2 separate regions of the Bicyclus anynana genome follow, and region 1 is linked to region 2. The links are chromatin contacts, called in public Hi-C maps. All regions are on one chromosome and are shown on one strand. The core of a region is the stretch at or near the end of the contact, and the rest is flanking DNA. Distances in the headings are between cores, read along the strand shown. Region 1 overlaps LOC112047515. Region 2 holds the start of LOC112047515.

Region 1 (2,976 bases), core at 46-2,545, 130 kb after region 2:
AAAGCTAGCGCCTACGTATCTGTTTAATTATTATTTAATATATCAAACAATTATGTTAGCACAGCGGACTTGGCGATCAACTAGCACAATATTATGTTGGCTATACAAATGCTACAATACCCTGTAGTGGTGCCTTGCTATAAAATACTTTTCATTAAAATATGGAGCCAAATATGTTCCAAAAATAGTATTTTATAATCTAAAGAAAACAGTGGCGTTCTTTCCCACAAGAGCAATGCCCTGTTATTTTCAAAATACTTTTCATTAAAATATGGAGCCAAATATGTTCCAAAATAGTATTTTTAAAACTAAAGAAAACAGTGGCACATGTTGACACAAGATAAGTTAAAATAAACACCAGTAGCCTAGATAAACGTGTCAACTCGCCTTTTGAGCTTACCTGGATTACGTTTGTGGGTTTCTGGGTGACAGTTTTTGCTTGTTTGCTTAAAAATTGTCAAACGAAACAGTTGGGAATTTTAGGGATTGTTTTGTAGTTGTTTTGTTAGCTTGACGGTTGGGTTTTTAGAACGCGTAAAGGGTTTTCATACCTAACTTACGTACATACCATGTACCTAGGTGTTTGAGTTCCTATTGTTTTCGTGTGCATAATTTTTTCATCTTGTTAGAAGTTAGGTACTTACCTATTTATTTATTTTATTTTAAATGGAAGTATACCTATAGGTTTTCCCATTTAAAATAAAATAAATAAATACGTACGTATTATATCTTTTTCATACCTATGCTATGCTATGTAGGTAGGTATCTATCTATGTTCAAGGTAGGTAGATAGGTACCTACTTAGAGTGTCTAGTACCTAAATGCTATGTAAACGGATACTGTATCTACTGATTGCTTCTGAAAATGGTTTTGTTTGATATTTTTTAGATAGATGCAAAATTAATATAGTCCTTAGTAGGTAAGTACCTACTAACGATAAAATGTAAATCCCGTAAAAATTGCGTCAAATAGAAAACACGTAGTAAGATGCCATTCCGTACTTATAGGTAGTTTTTGAAAAGGTGTAGGTAGATAATATTGCGTTTTCAGGTACAAAATTAATTTTGTGTGTAAAAAGGTTAAATGTAACATCAACATTTTGTTTGTATTCATGTATACAAAGTGCAAAAAACTGGCATTCGAGTGTGTTCTCGCCGCCATGATATAGAAGTGCTCGAATATTAAACCGGAGCTAAGCTAACGAGTTAACTAAAACCGCGTAAGGTTTATAGAGGCCGCCCAAGGAATGTGCGCCGCCGGTCCGTCGCAGCCGCGCGGGCGATCGTCCGCAGCGCACGTTACAAGGAGCGTCGCCTAACGAGCGCGTGACGTCACGTGCTATAGACCTTCTAACGAGAGCTAGTGATCTAAACAGTAGTGGCATCACACTAAAGAATACACTTCCAACCGTAGTACCGGTCCGCCAGTATATATACTTCAGAGCGTTAAACATTTCGATAGCGTGAGTTAGAACTTTCCTATTTTTATCGTAAACTATCTGAAAAGTTCAACATTTTTTGTTTTTATTAAATTCTTTGTACTTTTGTTAGTTAGGATTGCTATTTTTTTTCGTTTTTTAACATTTATTTATTAAAATAAAAAATAAAATGTCAAATTTTAATTGATGGTATGCGATCAGCGCCATCTAGTGGCAACTAGGGAAGTTTGTTTTCATCGAACAGTGGCGCCATGTTGTATTCAGTGTAACAGTATTTCCTGAAACTAAAGCTTTTCTGTTTTTATGAAAACGAATTTTAATTATAAAGTTTTGTATTTTTGTTTGTAACAATAAACTTAAAAACTACTGGACCAATTTGAATTCTTTCGCCAATATAAAACTACATTGTCAGGGAGGATAAATACTGTATTTATCCCCGTATTCCCATGGGAATACAATGGGAATATGGAACTAAGCGGGTGAAAAAGTGAGTTTCTGCTAGTTAATAATAATATTTTTTTTGTTTCAGAATATCAAACAATGAAAGAAATGAAAGCCCGGGGACAGATGGCAGCGTCTCTCCAGAACCGCCCGACCGACCTCCCGGGAAGGTCCGACAAATCCACCCGGAGCAAAAAGCTCAAGTACTAGCTTACGACTCCACCTATCGTAAGAAGAACAAACCAAAGTCCCTCCCTCTGGAAGACAACCAAATGTACAATCACTTAGCAAACGCGAACGTTGCAATGTCGCCAATGTATCCCTTGACACCGAACATTTGTATGGAGGGTGGGAAGATCGAGTTCATAAAGTCGCCGCCTGGCAGCGCGAGGAACAGCGTGGCGCTAGTGTCGCCCCCGCAAACTCCGTTGTTAATGCGACGCGGTTCGAAAGAGAGACGCGATGTGCGAGCGTGTAGCGACGAACCTGAGAAGTTCGATGGAGATAAGGTAGGTGGCGTTAATTTGAAAATCGTACATTTTATGTTCAAGTTTAGTCAAATTCTTCATTCAAATCGATCACTCATTCACTCCATGCATGTTTATTTATTTAAAAATCTAGAAATAGAAGTGTTGATATCTTTTTATTAAATAAATGTTTATATTAATAAAGTTTTGTAACTTTTTTACCAACTTCAAATAAAGAAAATGTAGGTAGGTGTATCTACCTACAACCGTGATTTTTTTAAGACTACTGATCCGATTTGGATATTCATTAAGTATATCAGAAAGTTATGGTCTTAATGTGATATTAAGTTATCATCATAATATCAGCCGATGGACTTCTACTGCAGGACATAGGCCTTTTGTAGGGACTTTTATACATGAAACATAGTGATCCTGAACTGAGCCTGCATCCAGGGAATCCGTGTGACTTGCTTGATGTCGTCTATCCACCTGGCGGGGGGTCGACCAACACTGCGCTTTCTACTGCGGGGTCGCCATTCCAACACCTTGAGACCCCAACGTCCGTCGGCTCATCGAACTATGTGTCCCGCCCATTGCCACTTTAGCTTTGGTCTGTTCAATCAAACGTTA
Region 2 (2,962 bases), core at 210-2,709:
GCTACGATCTATCAACGAGATACATCTGTGTAAACCTGACTACATACCGACAGTATTTATATAGGAGAATAGATTATGCACAGTGGCGTGCTTAAATATTTCCATCATGGTATGCACTGAGTAAAATTTAAAATGTTTTTTTTCGTTCCTTTATTTCAAACAGGTTTTCAAGCTATTTTGAATAGTCAAATCTGTTTGTTAGTGGTGGTTTTACTCTTTTATTCTGTTACAAGGGGGTTCGGTGTTCGCAAAATTTGTTAAAACAAAAAATTATGAAGAGAAATTTTCTGTAAGACCACTTAATTTTTCTCAGTGGGAAGAGAATTTCCAGCCGACGTTCACACGTGGGCGAAATACTACTTTGGTTACTTAATCATGTTCATTTATTTGTTTGTTACGCTTTCACAGCTAAACAGCTAAACCAATTTCAAAAATTCCTTCACCAATGAAAAGCTACATTATCAGCAATTAAAATAGGCCATATTTTATTTCCGCGTTCTCACGGAAACGTGAACTACGGGGGTGAAACCGCGGGGGGTCTCCATCCAATCATTCCATCTGCTTACATAGTAACAGAACTACTAGAGCGGTAAATACAAGACAATATCCTATGGTCTGGTGCCAATGACTGGCTATTAAGACCAGCTGCCGTGTATTAAAGTTTAATTGCGAATTAATTCAGCAACTAGCCTATTATGTTGCCCAGGGAATTTTAATAATTAAATTATTATTATAATTCGTTGAATAACATTATAGGATTTTATATTTATACTAGGTTTAACTGTTAATTTTTGTAGCCATTTTTAGATGGCGTTTTTATTTGAATAAAATTAGGTGTATAATAATCACACAATCTACACTTAATATTATGAATAGGTAAATGGAATTGTTCTATTTCAACGAGGTTTTGGTTTTTTGGTCTTTAAAATTGTGACTGGTTAAAAGTACACCAAAGTTTGTTTTAAAATATCTTCTCAAATACACACGAAGACTAATTTACTATATTAAAAATAAATTTATTATTTATTTCACTAACTAAACGTAATTTAAGTCGATTTTTTACGTTAATTTTCTATGTAAGTAAGCTCCATACGAAGCTTAATCTACCTTCTATCTACAAAAGCTATTTTCTTTTTAAAACAGTGCTTAAAAGATGTGAAGGCTTGAAAAAACGTTTCATTCATCGGACTTCATTCTTTCAGACTTCATTCCATTATGTTTCAGTTTATGACAGCGCAAGAAATTTTCCATTTTCCACAAATTCAAGGTCATCTCTAGATGGCGCTGAAGGCTGCTCAAAATGGCGCCAAACGCACAGCTGATCGGCCTTCCATATCCGTTTCCGAACACCTGAAGACCAAGTGCGAACTAATCGACCAACAAGTCGACCAACTTGAGTAAAACTCGAGGAAAATACCCGATTATATATGCTTGATTCCAATTCAGTCCACTTCAGGCGCTGAATTAAGGCGGACGTGTGTAATTAAACGATTAAAATGCATTTGTAAATCGATTACGAACAATTGATCGATTACAAATTAATTATTATCAAATTGGATGATAGATTAATAAAGGATTATTATTTGGGTACAATTTGGTGCAATCGAGTCCAACCTTTGGTGTATTATCGATTATAACATCAATGTTGAAAGCTTTTGTCTAGGTCAATAGGGTATTTTCGTATGACCTAAAGTATGTAGTATAGATAGATAAGATAATAGTGCAATTATTTGTTGTGATCTGTAACTAGGTGATTTAGATATTTAGGTGTTTAGTGGTGGTAATAGATTGTACAGTGTGGGTGTTTGTGAAGTGGTTTCTGTTTGTTTTGGGATCTAAGGTTTCGTAATATCGCCGATATGTTTGGTGTTTTGATGAAGAAATGGAAACCTAAAAGGTATGCTTATTACTTTTTTGCTCAGAAGCTCAGATTAATTTAATTAATTAAGTACCTTTTAGAAACTGTATGTAATATGAAAATGTAATAAATCTATAATAAAATTTTAAAGGCGAAAGTCTGTCTGTCTGTCTGTTACCTTTTTAACTGCTGAACCGATCAAGATGAATTTTGGTATAATGGTAAATGGGATCTTAGAGCAAATATAAGATACTTTTTGACTCTAAAATTAAAATTAAAGGGGGTGAAATAGGGGTCAAAAGTTTGTATGGAAAGTCCTTAATTTTTAGAGTTACCGTTTTAAAATTTGTTGATAAACCATAAAAAAATACAAAGTATAATGTGATACAAGAATTTTTAAAATTCAACCCTTAAAGTGGTGAAGTTTTACATTGATTTGCACGCAGACGAAGACGCGGGCGTCCGCTAGTATTATATACTGGCCGTCAAGTACATAATTATTTTTAAAATAAAGCACATACATATTTTCACAAGCAATAACTTAGTTAGTCTTTATGTAAAAATCATAGTTACTTATCTTTATCTTGACTCTTTCTAAAAAACCTATCTAATTTAATAATTAATTAGTTATTTACAAGTTAGCCCTTGACTACATTCTCACCTAATGGTAAGTGATGATGCAATCTAGATGGAAGCAAGCTAAGCTATCTCTACCTACTTGGTCGCGAGTAGTCGTTTTCTATAAACAATTCCATAACGGAATGACTACTTAGTAGCAGAAGGCGACTGCATATTTTGGGAACAGGTGTGGAGGCATATGTTAAGTAGGTATGTGACTAGTAAGCAGTAGGTTTGACATCTTTGTGACTTTTTACTTATGTTTTATCTCAATGCAATAAAGTTCATAATTAAAATTCAACTTTTTATTTGATACACACATCGAGCGAACACAATACGATAATTTTAAATCATCATTTTTTTTGTTGTTGTTAATTATTTATGTTGTTATTGAAAAGTATTGATAAGTATAACGTGCTGGGTAGCAGTGAGTGTTTGTGCAATTATTTTGTGGTAGAGGAAACAACTCTAACAGGTCCCAGGACT

What was found. A called contact is a pair of places that touch in the nucleus more often than the background predicts.
Region 1: a contact with region 2 is called in a Hi-C map of whole body, with 2.3 times the contacts expected there. The contact joins the enhancer-like site here to the promoter of LOC112047515 in region 2. A contact is called at or near these places in 2 of 2 Hi-C or Micro-C datasets (whole body and whole larva).

Annotation. Positions count from the first base shown.
Region 1 is chr5:2,284,681-2,287,656 of ilBicAnyn1.1, forward strand. It overlaps LOC112047515, which reads left to right. Exons shown (of 13, transcript XM_052881718.1): 2 at 1,968-2,388. Among protein-coding and RNA genes, the nearest start is that of LOC128198111, 91 kb to the right of the region's middle. Within about 2 kb of position 1,296, at least 8 of the 8 cell types and tissues checked have open chromatin away from gene starts, as enhancers often do.
Region 2 is chr5:2,156,502-2,159,463 of ilBicAnyn1.1, forward strand. LOC112047515 reads left to right here and starts at 1,460. Exons shown (of 13, transcript XM_052881718.1): 1 at 1,460-1,897. The coding sequence starts at 1,860.